Regions from separate parts of the Mus musculus genome. Here all the other regions are linked to region 1. The links are chromatin contacts, called in public promoter capture Hi-C maps. All regions are on one chromosome and are shown on one strand. Each heading gives the region's core, a stretch centred on a gene start, on an enhancer-like site or on the middle of the called end of the contact. The rest is flanking DNA. Distances are from core to core; before and after follow the strand shown.

The links. Promoter capture Hi-C pulls out the DNA fragments that hold promoters and counts their contacts.
Region 2: a contact with region 1 is called in a promoter capture Hi-C map of trophoblast stem cells, with 2.7 times the contacts expected there. The contact joins the enhancer-like site here to the promoter of Snx31 in region 1. A contact is called at or near these places in 17 of 39 promoter capture datasets (the 3T3-L1 cell line, the HPC-7 cell line, HPC-7-derived erythroid cells and 11 more), 1 of 115 datasets of contacts at active chromatin or transcription factors (effector CD8 T cells) and 1 of 9 other capture datasets (embryonic stem cells).
Region 3: a promoter capture Hi-C map of neural stem cells shows a contact between it and region 1. The contact joins the promoter of Polr2k here to the promoter of Snx31 in region 1. A contact is called at or near these places in 17 of 39 promoter capture datasets (the C10 cell line, the HPC-7 cell line, HPC-7-derived erythroid cells and 11 more), 2 of 15 datasets of contacts at CTCF or cohesin (the NIH/3T3 cell line and stem cell-derived epiblast-like cells), 7 of 484 Hi-C or Micro-C datasets (CD4 T cells, the G1E-ER4 cell line, Th17 cells and 3 more), 16 of 115 datasets of contacts at active chromatin or transcription factors (the SCID.adh cell line, T-cell acute lymphoblastic leukemia, acute myeloid leukemia and 12 more) and 5 of 9 other capture datasets (adipose tissue, embryonic stem cells, liver and 2 more).

The regions. Positions count from the first base shown.
Region 1 is chr15:36,553,257-36,558,173 of GRCm38.p6, reverse strand. Snx31 (sorting nexin 31) reads left to right here and starts at 2,601. Exons shown (of 14, transcript NM_001347022.2): 1 at 2,601-2,726; 2 at 2,840-2,914. The coding sequence starts at 2,661.
Region 2 is chr15:36,246,703-36,251,353 of GRCm38.p6, reverse strand. Rnf19a (ring finger protein 19A) reads left to right here. Exons shown (of 10, transcript NM_013923.2): 6 at 3,489-3,603; 7 at 4,071-4,232. Among named protein-coding and RNA genes, the nearest start is that of Mir8097, 8.9 kb to the right of the region's middle. Within about 2 kb of position 1,308, at least 4 of the 459 cell types and tissues checked have an H3K27ac peak or open chromatin away from gene starts, as enhancers often do. A contact at or near this core is called in trophoblast stem cells, where this site is marked.
Region 3 is chr15:36,171,251-36,176,214 of GRCm38.p6, reverse strand. It overlaps Polr2k (polymerase (RNA) II (DNA directed) polypeptide K), which reads right to left and starts at 2,205. Exons shown (of 4, transcript NM_023127.3): 1 at 2,134-2,205; 2 at 1,159-1,228; 3 at 739-831. The coding sequence starts at 1,219.

The DNA of each region.
Region 1 (4,917 bases), core at 1,352-3,851:
CAGTCTGTGATGGTGGAAAAGCCAAGGTCACAGGCATGTGAAACAGCTCATCACATCCCACCCACACTCAGGAAACAGAGAATGATGCACATGAGCCTACCTCTGACACCTTCTGCGGCCTCGGATCCTGGCTAGGGAATGGCAACACCCACAGTGGGCAGGCCTCCCCAAATCAACCACTGCAGTCAGAATAACTCCCGCAGGCATGCTCAGAGGCCCATCTCCCAGATGATTTTTAGATCCTGCCAACTTGAGAATTAACACTGACCACCACAACTGGCTGTCGGCACATGGTCCAGCCCTCCCTGAGACTGTGGGCAGTGGAAGCTTGCACTTAGCTGCTGAATCATGACACTACCACATGCTGTCTCTCTAAGCTAGGGAACACACTTTAAATGCACTAACCACTTACCACTGTGTTCCTAACTTACCTTAGACTTATGAGGAATTAATCTCACCACAAACTGAGTAGTATTCTTCCATAAAGTTGTAAGAAGTATTTAGCCTAAAGTAATATTTGTAAAATATTAATGATAAGCCCCAAACTCACTCTATGTAAGTAATCCAAGTGAGCATACCAATAGAGCTAGATAAACACTTTGTGACATAGATATACAGCGGAATACTACTTAGCAATGAAAAAGGATGCAAATTATAAAATGCAACACCACTAAGCAAAAATAAATAAATAAATAAATAAATAAATAATTTAAAAAGAAGTGCAAACTCTGCATATGAGCTAGAGGAATCTCTAAATAACTATGCTGTGCAGAGGGAGCTGGGCCACACAGTACACACAGCCTGATTCCACTTATATTCAAAATGGTAAACTAAGCTATCATGACAAATCAGGTGACCTGCTGCTTGTGCTGAGGGAGGTGGGGGGAATTGGGAGACCTGAGCCTGGGACTCACAGAGTGGAAGGAGAGAACAGAGTTCTGTGAGTTGTCCTGTGACCTCAACACATTCTAGTAAATCCAGTACAAATGAGTAAATCTAACTTTAAAATAATTTAAAAGTTCCAAAGTCATGCTGATAGAATGATGGTACAAATACTATTATTTTTAATTTTTAAAAATTATTTTAATTATATTTTGTATATGAGTGTTTTGCCTCAATGGGTGTCTGTGCTGTGCACATGCCTGGTGCCCAAGGAAGGCAAAAACAACATCAGATCTCCTAGAACTGGGGTTATAGACAGCTGTGAGCTGTCATGTAGGTGCTGGGAATTGAACCCATGTTCTCTAGAAGAGCAGTGTGCTCTTACTCTGGCCTGTTTCTCCAGGTTTCCAAATGTGGTCCTTGAAGAGGAGGTCTCTGGGCATTGGTGAGAGCGTCAGACCACTTCCTTTTTTTCCCTGCTTGACCACTTTCAAATTCTGCAGTCAGGAGATCAATAACGCTGGTGCGAAGCTGACTCTTCTTTTGTTCCTTCCCGTCCCCTGGTCCCCTGTCGGAGGTGCCGCTCAGTCTGTTGACAGACAACTCACAGATGTACCCAGAGGTTTAGCTCCTAGGTGATTCTAAATCCCACCAAGTTCACAATCAGTTTTTACCATATTCACAAGTTAATAGAATTAATCAATATCAACAGTGAAAAACCAAGAAGTCGGTGAAAGATTCTGGGAACAAAGATTCCTAAGAACCCAGCCACGGAGAGCGGTATCTACTCAAGAACAGGGCTTCCCCAGGTAAGAGAGACCCAGGCCACATCCATGTTTTAAATTTCCTATAATGAGAGAAAGAAGACTTAAAAAACAAGAATAAGACAACAAGCCACTTCCAATCAAAAAAATAAAAATCATATGTACAAAACAGCAACAATAAACCATCAAAGCAGTGTTACATATGGACTGCACACCATGATACATTTTAAAAAGGTTAAGACAAAAACAAAACAAGAAACAAACAAAAAAACCCTGAGCCTAATGCTCCTGTGATAGGGTACTTCCAAGGTATACCTCCTTTCCCCTTTCTAATCTTAATCCACAGTATACTGTAGCCAGCGCTGGGGTGATGGGAAACTCCCAAATCATCAAGGCACCCTCCGTAGAAAATGCCAGGAGATCCGGTATGAGGCGGATCTGAATGCCATCTCATCCCCCTCACTCTGGAAGTGGACATTCTGTTGGTCACAGACAGGAGACCTGGCCCCTGAAGTGGCCCCTGGAGAAGCTCTGTTTCCTTAGGCAAGCTGCCTGGCTCTGATGATTTGGGGCAGGGTTGGATCAGTGACTTTCTGGCAGCTGTATAAAATGTTCATGTGGCTAGAGACAGGATTCTTAACTTTTGTGGGCTGAGCTCTCTGAAAATGAATTCGACACTGTCCCTCCCTCCCTGCACCACAGAGGCACGTTTTCCTCCTCAAAAGTCTCTAAAATTCCAGCCTCTGGCCTCCAGGGTGACCCTGGCCTGAGATCTGGCATCCCTGAGGTCCCTCTGAACCCTGATTGTGTGCGCACGTCTCTAGTCCAGCCTGAGAATCAGGCTGAGGTTTAGTGGAGGGAGCGGGGCGGGGCGGAGCGGGGCGGGGTGGGGCGGAGCCAGGCGCAGACCCCGCCCACCCGCAGACCCAAGGCAGGAGTGGGAGCTCAGGACCCAGCCCAGACTCTAGGCGGCAGGTCCTGTTCTCCACGCTGTCCCTGGTCATCGCCAGAGCCATGAAGATGCACTTCTGCATCCCGGTGTCCCAGCAGCGGCCAGACGCGCTGGGGGGCCGCTACGTGGTGCGTCTGGGGCCCGGGGTCGGTTGGGTGGGGAGGGGCTCGGTGACCCTGGGCACCTCCTACCCCAGTCCTCATCCTCGCCTAGGATAACAGGCGGGTGTCTGTGCTTTCAGTTGTACTCCGTGTACCTGGACGGGTTCCTCTTCTGCAAAGTACGCTACAGCCAGCTGCACCGCTGGGATGAACAGGTGAGCTTGGATTGTGTTACTCTGAAAGACATTGGACTGTGTGTGTGTGGGTGTGGTGGTGGTGGTGGTGGTGGTAGAGGAGGAGGGCTGGCTACAGGCTCCTGATTTGTGAACTATAGGCACTCTTTAAATCCCAGAGCTATCTCCTATACCAACATCTTCAACTTCAGGTCAGCCTTATAACATGAACAAGACCATAATGACCAGTTGCAGAGTAATAGCCTTCCTCTAGCCTCTTGCGCTCAGAGCCCTCAGACCTATCCCAGAGTAGAGTCAACTGGGACAAGTGTGCTTTGTACAGCTTCTAGTTCTAACACGGTCTTATCTGGCCCACCTTTCCAAGTCCCTTTGTTAGCAAACCCAAGACTCATGAGCTACATCGATACAGATTGGCTTGTGGTAGTCAGAAAGTGTCACAAGACTCAAAAGCATCTTATGCAATCTAGGGGGGGTTTCTGGGAGACTGACTGGGGCTTGGGAAGGGACTGGTCCAGGAGCTGTCTTCCAAGCAGAGGATGTGACAGTGGCAGATAGGAACAGGGGGTGTAAATAGGCAAAGAGGAAGAAGATAAAAGTCAGGCAGGGTGGCACATTCCTGTAGTCCTAGCCCATGGAAGACTGAGGTGAGGGATAGAGAAATCAAGACCAGCCTGGGCTACACAGACTTGTCTCAGACCTAAAAGAAAAGAGTGTGAGGGGGCTGGTGAGATGGCTCAGTGGGTAAGAGCACCCGACTGCTCTTCCGAAGGTCCAGAGTTCAAATCCCAGCAACCACATGGTGGCTCGCAACCATCCGTAACAAGATCTGACTCCCTCTTCTGGTGTGTCTGAAGACAGCTACAGTGTACTTACATAAAATAATAAATAAATCTAAAAAAAAAAAAAAAAAAAAAAAGAAAAGAGTGTGAGGTGGATAGGAAAACCAGATTAGCTCAGAATGATGGGGGAGCTGGGGAGGCCAGCACCTGGCAAGGGGAGCACCCAATGGTCTGCAAGGCTTTTGGAGTTCCCCTCTTGCTGATGCTCCCTGTGCAACGGGGTCCCCACAAGCTGACATTGCCTTCACAGGCTTCTTCAGAGCTGGGGAAAGTATCCCAGGCAAATCACGGGGGCGTCAGTTAAACTGGCTGTATTTATCTAAAGGCACAGAGAGCTGAGCCAGCCAGAGAGCTCACACAGCAGATGTTACCAGGGTTCAACATCAGAGGGTCAGCTGCAGCCCTTGAGGGGGTTTTGCTGGGGACAGGGCTGCAGCTGATGCTGTCAGAGAGCACAGGTCACATGGCACCTCACAGAGACCCTTCTTTTTATCAGACTCAGCCTTTTATGAATTACCCTGGCTGACAAGAACTCAGGAACGTGCCACCTGGACAGGAACTCCTTCTTATTCCTACAGGATAGAAAGTCAATTCTTTAATTTTTTTGAAACAGTCTTACTATGTAGCTCTGGCTGTCCTGGACCTCCTCACTATGAGAGATCTGACCCTGCCTCCCAGGGCTGGGATTAAAGGTGTGTGTGCCTCTGTGCCTGGTTAAATTCAATCCTACAGCCAAATCCCTTGTTAGCAAAGTTATAACCTTTATTTAACATAATACACATAGAGTGTCACACAGAGCTTATAAGGAAATAAACTGGCAAGGACTTTATACGCCCCTCTTAAGTATACACAGCCTTTCCTTTTTTATGGTACCTTATATTTGGTCAGACTAATAAGAATTTGGGGCTAGCAAGATGGCTCAGCGGCACTTGCTGCAAAGCCTGTTAACTTGAGTTCAATTCCAGGAACTCATGTAGAAAACCACTAACTCCTGCAAGTTGTCCTCTGACCTCACGCATGAGCTCCCACTCCACAATCAAATAAATGGAATTATAAAAAATTAAAAGGATTTTGGGACCATTCCACTTCCACCAGAGAGAGGGAGAGGGAGAGGGAGAGGGAGAGGGAGAGGGAGAGGGAGAGGGAGAGGGAGAGGGAGAGGGAGAGGGAGAGGAAGCAGGCTGT
Region 2 (4,651 bases), core at 59-2,558, 310 kb after region 1:
CTTAGCTTGGGTTTCTGTTGCTGCAATAAAACACCATGACCAAAAAAAAAAAAAAAAGCAAGGAGGGAAAGAGTTATTGGGCTTATACTTTCACCTTGTATTCTATCACTGAAAGAAACAAGAATAGGAACTCAAGCTGGGCAGTGGTGGTGCAGATTTCTGAGTTTGAGACCATCCTGGTCTACAAAGTGAGTCCCAGGATAGCCAGAGCTATAAGAGAAACCCTGTCTTGAAAAACAAAAAAACAAACAAACAAAAGAATAGGAACTCAAACACATTAGGAACCTGGAGGAGGAGCTGCTGCAGAGGCCATGGAAGGGTGCTGCTTACTGGCTTGCTCCCCAAGGCTTGTTCAGCCTACTTTCTTATAGAACCCAGGACCACCAGCCCAGATACAGCACCACCCACCATCACTGGGCCCCACCAGTCACTGATTAAGGAAAGGCCTTAGAGCCGGATGGATCTTATGGAGGCTTCTTGTCAATTGTGGTTTGCTCCTCTCAGATGACTCGAGCTTGTGTCGAGGTGACATGACAGCCACCACAGCCACTGTTGTTAGGAAATACTTAGGTGGAGTCAGACTTCCCATTGTGTCTTAGTTCTGTGTATGCATAGTGCTCCTACACTTAGGATGAGAATGATCTTCTTCTGTAAGACAGCTACATGTACTTCATTTGCCTGCATGTCTGGTGCTTGCAGAAGCCAGAAGACAGCATGAGATTCCCCCAGAATGAGTTACAGACAGTTAGGAGCCGCCATGTAGTGCTGGTACTCAAACTCCGCTCTCTGGAAGAGCAGCATGTACTGTTAACTGCTGGGCCATCCTTCTAGCCCTGAAAATACAATCCAAAAAAAAAAAAAAAGGAAAACCAACATTACTTTTTAATTAGTTTTCATAGAAAGGCATATAGCTGGTTGGTACAGTACTTTGTCTAAGGAGGTTCTCTGTTAGATCCCAGATAGGAAAAAGAAAAAAAAGTTTTGGTGACTGGTGAGGAGGAACATAGATATCTCTAAGTGTTTATTTCAGAAGGCTCTTAAATAACCCTGTAAAGTGAGTGAGTTAGGGCCACAGCATGGTGGTAGAGCGTACAGCATGTGCAAGGGCCTGGATTTTATTCAGAACACTACAAAGAAGAAAAATAAATTATTTCCAATATACAAACTGTTGCTGTGATAAAACACAATGACCAAAAGCAACTTGGCGGTGGAAGGGCTTATTTGGTTTAGCTTCCTGATCACAGTTGATCATGGAAGGAAGTTGGGATGGAGCCTGGAGGCAGGAACTGAAGTACATTCCTTGAAGAGCTCTGCTTCCTGGATTGTGTTCTTATATGACCCAGGACCACTTGCCCAGAGGTGGAAACACCTACTGTAGGCTGGGTTATCAAGCATTAATCAAGAAAATGCCCCCACAGGCATGCCCATGGGTTAATCTAGTGTGAGCATTTTCCTTCCTTCCTTCCTTCCTTCCTTCCTTCCTTCCTTCCTTCCTTCCTTCCTTCCTTCCTTCCTTCTTTCCTTCCTTCCTTCCTTCCTTCCTTTTGCTTGTTTGGTTTTTTTGTTGTTTTTTCAGACAGGGTTTCTCTGAAGCCCTGGCTGTCCTGGAACTTGCTTTGTAGACCAGGCTGGCCTTGAACTCAGAGATCAACCATCTCTGCCTCTGGAATGCCGAGATTAAAGGTGTGTGCCACCACTGGCCAGTTTAGTATGGGCATTTTCTCTGTTAAGGGTCCCTCTTCCCAAATGATTCTAGCTTATGTCAGGTTGACAAAACACTAAGCAGCAAAGGAGCCTATTTTAATAACCTTTCATGCAGTTTACCAAAAAGATTTTTATTGAAAGCTCCAGTGCTTGGGAGGCTAAACCAGGATTGTAGCAATTATGGGCCAGGCTAGGCTGTAGTCCAAGACTCTGCATCACAAAAAATGTGAAGTGCCTATTGTTGTTTATACATGTACCTAAAGGGCAGGTTGATGTATTAGTGTTTCCTTTAAATAATGTTCTGTGATGTTTGGGATTGTATCAGCTCAGGAAAACCTAGTAAGTCCAGAAAGTGCCAGAAAACAGCTTTTAGTTACAACAAAAAGTAGAAGATGTGCCAAGAATAACAAACAAGCTAGGCATGCATATCACCAGCATTTAGGAGGTAGAAGCAGGCGGATCAGGAGTTCAAGGCTACATGATGAGTTGAGGAAAGCCTGAGCTACATGAGGTTAGGTGTTAAGAAGCTAGGGGTGAGGTCTCGGGAGATGGCTCAGTGATTAAGACTCTTCCAGAAGAGTTCTCAGTACCAGTGGGCAGCTTACAACTATCTGTAACTCTAGTCCCAAAGGATCCAGTGACCTCTTCTGGCCTCTCTGGCCAAAGGGCACACACATGGGTCACATACACATATAATGAAGTTTTAAAAATGAAAGAAACTAGTAGAAGCCTCCAAAGATGATAGGCTGTGCTGTACATCTATACTCCCAGCACATGAGAGGCTGAGGCAGGGGGATTACCTCAACTTCAAGGCCAGCCTGGACTGTATATAGAGCAATGTCCTGTCTTAGGAAGAAAAGAAGGAAGTGGGGGGGGGGGGATTGGGGAGAGCAAAAGCTGACAGAGGGTTCCTTTCCTTCCCATGATCTCATCTGTGTAGCTTAGCTTTGCCCTGCTGCAGGACCATGCCCAGGAATGGCTGAAAAGGATCTGTAGAACAAAACATAGAAGGGAGGACCTAGCACTTTACGTTAGAGACTACCTGTGTGCTCTGGAGGCTGTTCACTGTTCACAAGATGTCTTGAAACAGATGGGGAAATGCCCTTCATTAGTTTGGCTCCTACAGGCCCAAGAACAAAGCTACTAAAGTATTTCCCACTTTCATTTAATAACTCACAATCCATTTTTATGGCAATAATTCTATTTACTAATGTGGATTGTACAATGATGCTAAGTAAATTTAACTCCTTTGGTAACTGTTACTTTTCCTTGTCTATTTATTTGAACTACAAATAGGATTTTGATAATAATTTTGTTAATATTTTCTATCATAAAAAGGTATCTGGAGAAAAGTTGTATTTTAGTGATATTTGATTCATACAGCTCCTGCTTAGACTCAGCTTTTTCTTAAGAGTAAAAACAATCGCAGAAACCTCTCCTGGGGCAGATTCAGGGGGTCTTCTTTAGAGAGAAACCTGTGGAACTCTAATACTGTTTTTGTGAGATGGAATCTCATGGCCTGGGCCAGCTTTAAAGCAGCATTGTACACAAGAAAGACGTTTAACTTGTGACTCAAACTAAGATCTCCTGAGCCACTGCCTTCTTCTGTAACCAGGTCCTTAATAAGGAGCAATTTTGATATTGTGGTTTACCTTGAAGTAGAGCATTTGATTGGGATTGTGTGAGAAATTACTTCAGCTTTCTTATATGAGAAGAACTGTTTCATCTAAACTAAATTTATAATTTTTTCTCTCTCTAAACTTCCATTCCCATTTAAATTTAAGATTCATAATCGCTATGAAGGCAAAGATGTTTCAAAACATAAGCGGAATCTGGCCATAGCAGGCGGTGTCACCCTGTCTGTAATCGTGTCTCCGGTGGTAGCTGCAGTGACTGTAGGTAAGAATGGGCTTTACATCTTAGAAAGGTATTTTTAACTACTATGTTGTTGCTAAGAGTATTACTTTTAAAATGAAGAAGCAGTTTAAGTAGAAAACCTACAGAAGATTTCTCAAGTAACTTCATTAAAGTACTGTATACTGGAGAACCTAGTTTTAAGGCTGGGGCTTTAGTTCAGGGTTTCAGCGCTTCCCTCAGACATACACATAAGGCCCTATTTGGTCCCCAAGAACCGGTCAGGATAACTGATTGAGTAGCCCTTCTCCTCCACTTGCGTTGAGGAGCTTGTACTTAAAAAGTTCACAGACTCTTCTGTCCCTCATGGATACCCGAAGGCTACCTGGGAGTCTTGTATTTGCTGTATTCTAGCCAGATCTTCAGAGCTCTGTATACCTTCTCCTGAAATAGACATCATATTTCTGTGGTTTATTTTTGGTTTCTAATGACTTGATTTTACTCCCTTCTAGGCATTGGTGTTCCCATCATGCTAGCTTATGTCTATGGTGTGGTCCCAATTTCTCTCTGCCGAAGTGGGGGTTGTGGTGTCTCTGCGGGCAATGGGAAAGGAGTGAGGATTGAGTTTGATGATGAGAATGACATAAACGTCGGTGGGACTAACGCAGCCATAGGTGAGTCCTCAGACAGGAAAGGACTCGTGTCTTCATTATACCGTCTCCCTTTACTAGGCTCACTCTCCCTCTTCTCTCTTCTTCTCTTTCCTCTTTCACTCTGAGACAGGGTCTCACTGTAAAGTCTTGGCTGGCCTGGAACTTACTGTACACAGCAGGCTGGCTCTTGTTCCCATGTGATGGGGTTAAAGGTCATACGTGACAGACGGCTTGTAGTTTTCATGCAGAAGCTCAGCTGTGACAGGAGCTACCCAAGGCAGGAGTGAGTGAGAGAGAGAGAGAGAGAGAGAGAGAGAGAGAGAGAGAGGTGGTTCTGGTGCTTAACTCTTACTGAGAATGCCCTCTGGAAGGTAGAACCTTTGCCTGCACTGCTGTGCTCGGTACATTGTGACGTCCTGAGAAAAGGATGTGAGGAGAAA
Region 3 (4,964 bases), core at 956-3,455, 380 kb after region 1:
CCCATAATGAATGGTACATGAAAATGCTAATCATGTTTACAAAAAAAAAAAAAAAAAAAAAAAAAAAAGGGAAGAAACACATTGGCAGTACATGCCTTTAATCCTGGTATTTGGAGGTTGGGGGTAGGAAGAGGTAGGCAGATCTCTGAGTTTGAGGCCAGAGTTTTAGGATGGTCAGTGATACCCTAAATAAATGAATAAATTGAAAATGTACTTATTAGGGTTTAAATTTCTTTACTTAGGTTTATTTTATGCATGAGTGCTTTTGCCTGCATGCATATATTGTACCATTTGGGTCCCTAGGGTCAGGGGTCTGTCTATCCAACCACCTGTGACTGTGAGCAATCATGGTTCTAGAAATGGGCCCTTGGATAAACCAGGCAATGCTGTTATCTGCTGATCCGTTTCTCTAGCCCCCATTTGGTTCTTTGAGACTGGGTCTCACTAAGTAGCTCTAGCTGGTCTGGAATACTAAACATAGACCAAGCTGGCCTTGAATTCACCGGGCCCCGCCGCCCAAGTTTTGGGAAAAATAAATCCTATTAAAATAATTAATCTGGGTGTACCTCCTGTGGAGTCTCCACTCTCTCAGCTCTCATTCTTAATAAGTCCACATGCACTCTACTTAAAAAATAGATAATCCAAAAGTTATTACTACTTTTATCGGGTCTTAGTCTTTATCAGTCCAAGTATTAGTCACTTCCTCTGCACATTTAGAACATGTGCTTGAAAGGATACATCTTTTAGTCCTTTTCTTGTACATTATTCTGTATCCACATTCTCTGCATCTGATGGGATCCCTGGACTTTATCTCATTTTCGGTGTGACACTCTGGGAAAGAAAGCACATTTATTCAATGCTTGAAAGAGAAACACTATGGGGGAAGCAAATGATAACTACAGATTTCAACTGGAGCAAACCAAAAGGCACCAAAGCATCCAAGTGCCCGATTATTGCCAAAACAGACCAAGGAGAAAGAAGGGCTGTAGGCAGTACACCTTTTCCAGATAAAAGGAAGAGATCTTAATAAGGGAGGGGGATTTTACATTAACAATCGCTAAAGTGCTCCACGTTATAATTTTACTCATGTAAGAGAGGATTTTTGGGTGGTGGTTGTTTTTTTAAGTAAAGCATTATTTAAATGAATGTCAATTTTACCTCCACAAATATATATCATTGGCTGCTGCTTTGGTGGTTGAACATCTTTCTGAGCGTCCATTGTTAGTGCCTGAAATCAGAGACAAAGACTGAGTATCAGGGTCTTCGCACAAAACATGCCTCTTTTTTTTTTTTCTCAGACGCAATACAAGGTTCTTATTTTCCGGCCTTAGAGAAAAACGCAATAGAATGTTTGCCTAGCATGCAGAGGCCCAAGGATAAATACCCAGTATTACAGATGGGGAAACAAAAAAAAAAAAAAAAAAAAAAAAAGGAAAAGTCGCAATTCTTTATCTATACCTATAGTTCCCCCAAACTGTGGTGTGGGCTGGGTCTTAAGAATAAAACACATTTTCGCCGGGCGGTGGTGGCACACGCCTTTAATCCCAGCACTTGGGAGGCAGAGGCAGACGGATTTCTGAGTTCCAGGCCAGCCTGGTCTACAAATCGAGTTCCAGGACAGCCAGGGCTACACAAAGAAACCCTGTCTCGAAACAAAACAAAACAAAACAAAACAAAACAAAACAAAACCCACAATTTCAATAATAATAAACACCAGGGGGAATGTTTATTACAGTCTTCACGATCCTAGAGTGTATTACTCTTTACACAAGAGTAATACACTAATAGGCTAAGGAGAGGTTTGTTTGCCCAATCTCACTCCTCAAAGGAATTCAGATCTGACCTAGGAGCAATAGCTCCATCAAAGCTTGTCTCGAGACTAACTCCACCGGGGATCTTTATTTACGCGCTTGGTTCTTTGAAAAGACTTTGAGAGTCTTCACTTTGTAACCTAAGCCAGGCTCAAAGTCAAGGCGCTGGTTGAAGGCGGAATTCTCCTACCTCTGCTTCCAAGCGCTCAAATGGCAGGAGTGTGCTACCTCTCCCGGCTGCCCACAAAGATTTTAAAGCCAAGTGTCTCTCCTGGTTTTGCCACAAATTTACTTCCAAAATCATCAGCCGGAGACTCCCTACCTCCACAGCTGGAAGAAGCGTCCCTTCTCTGAGCACGCAAAAGCTTTTTCCGGCGCTGCCTCGCCAACTTCCGGCGCCGATTTATGACGAAACGAAGCCCCGCCCCCTCTCCCTCGCAGTGCGGGGGGACTGGCGCTTCTGTTTCTGAGGCAGGTTACAGCGTTTTTCTCCTACCTGCTTCCTGTGGGGTTTTGTTTTGTTTTTATTTGCCCTTCTCTCTGGGGTAGCAAAACATCTCCACAGCTCGGCATTCGAAGGTTTGTGCTTGTGTAATGGCAGATACAGGAGGAACCCAAGACAGGCAATGCTGGAGTCTTAACCGACCCGATGCTTAGGCGAACACCAGCAGGCTACCCTACCAATACTTCACGATTTGACACTTCGCACATGGCGGTTTTCAAATTGTTCAATGCCCGTGTGGGTTTTTTGTTTGCTTGTTTGTTTGTTTTCAATTTCCAGTTCTCTCCTAGTTTCCTGTCACCTCTCTTTTTTATGTTGGGGAGTGGAAAGAGAGGGAAAGGGGAAGCCCAGGCTGAGACTGCTCTTAAACCCGTACAATCCTCTGTCTTCGCCGCCTCAATGCTGAGATTAATCGCGCAAATCACAACGCCTGCCATCTCCCTCCCTTTTTGAAGCCAAGGCTTTCTTACGGCAGCTCCATCAATTACTTCGACTAGTTGGTGGCTTTAGCTTTTCTCTTAGTACTCTCCTTCCTGTGTTTGACCAGTTCAGTAGAGTACAGGTGTGTGTTCTCACACATCAAAATTGGAACTCAGTAAAACACATCTGTTGGGTTCAGGACGTTTACATTCAATTATTTCACACCAGTCGTTTATTTTAATAATAGGATGGATAACCTGAAGGGATTCAAGTAAAAACAGTTGTTAACTATTAAAGAGATGGCTTCTCTCCCAGTGGGCACTCTGGTAACTTAGTAAACTACTCTCCATTCTCCATCCATCAAGAAGAACTTTGAGCTTTGTCTTTCATTTCTAGTTCAAACCTTTGATATTCACAGACCATCTTGAGAAATTCCAGTCTTCCTAGATGACAATTAAATTTGTTTTTTTAGAATTGCTGGCTTAATAAGCAGTAATTTATTACTTAAGCAGTAATAAAATGCTTGTTTAGCATGCATGAGCTCACAGTGATAATTTCTTTCAGAAGGAAATCAGAAAAACAGTACTTTCCAGCTTCTTCCTCTACATCCAGACTAACAGCATATTTTGACCAGCAGCCATGTTTCAAAGTACCCCTTCTCCTCAACAAGCAGGAAGAGGAAAACAAGTGTGCACACTAAACATCTGTACAATGACACTAGGTTAAGCCCATGGGTATTGTAAGAGGACTTCATACTGCAAGCAGATTTGAAGATTTACTGTGATTTGAGTTATGTGTGGATGCCAGTTGAGATCAGAAGAGATAGTTGGACCCCCCCTCCCAAACTGGAACTACAGACTGTTATAAGCTGTCATACCTAGATGTTGAAAACTGAACCTGTCCTCTGCAAGAACAGCAAGTGCTCTTAAATGCTGAGCTGCCTCTCAAGCTCTTGCTTTTTGTTTTTTGTTTTTTCTTTTTTTTTTTTTTCCATTTTTTATTAGGTATTTAGCTCATTTACATTTCCAATGCTATACCAAAAGACCCCCTTACCCACCCACCCCCACTCCCCTACCCACCCACTCCCCCCCTTTGGCCCTGGCGTTCCCCTGTACCGGGGCACACAAAGTCTGCGTGTCCAATGGGCCTCTCTTTCCAGTGATGGCCGACTAGGCCATCTTTTGATACATATGCAGCTAGAGTCAAGAGCTCAGGGGTACTGGTTAGTTCATAATGTTGTTCCACCTATAGGGTTGAAGATCCCTTTAGCTCCTTGGGTACTTTCTCTAGCTCCTCCATTGGGAGCCCTGTGATCCATCCATTAGCTGACTGTGAGCATCCACTTCTGTGTTTGCTAGGCCCCGGCATAGTCTCACAAGAGACAGCTACATCTGGGTCCTTTCAGTAAAATCTTGCTAGTGTATGCAATGGTGTCAGCATTTGGAAGCTGATTATGGGGTGGATCCCTGGATATGGCAGTCTCTACATGGTCCATCCTTTCATCTCAGCTCCATACTTTGTTTCTGTAACTCCTTCCATGGGTGTTTTGTTCCCACTTCTAAGGAGGGGCATAGTGTCCACACTTCAGTCTTCATTTTTCTTGAGTTTCATGTGTTTAGGGAATTGTATCTTATATCGTGGGTATCCTAGGTTTTGGGCTAGTATCCACTTATCAGTGAGTACATATTGTGTGAGTTCCTTTGTGATTGTGTTACCTCACTCAGGATGATGCTCTCCAGGTCCATCCATTTGGCTAGGAATTTCATAAATTCATTCTTTTTAATAGCTGAGTAGTACTCCATTGTGTAGATGTACCACATTTTCTGTATCCATTCCTCTGTTGAGGGGCATCTGGGTTCTTTCCAGTTTCTGGCTATTATAAATAAGGCTGCTATGAACATAGTGGAGCATGTGTCCTTCTTACCAGTTGGGGCTTCTTCTGGATATATGCCCAGGAGAGGTATTGCTGGATCCTCCGGTAGTACTATGTCCAATTTTCTGAGGAACCGCCAGACTGATTTCCAGAGTGGTTGTACAAGCCTGCAATCCCACCAACAATGGAGGAGTGTTCCTCTTTCTCCACATCCTCGCCAGCATCTGCTGTCACCTGAATTTTTGATCTTAGCCATTCTGACTGGTGTGAGGTGGAATCTCAGGGTTGTTTTGATTTGCATTTCCCTGATGATTAAGGATGTTGAACATTTTTTCAGGTGCTTCTCTGCCATTCGGTA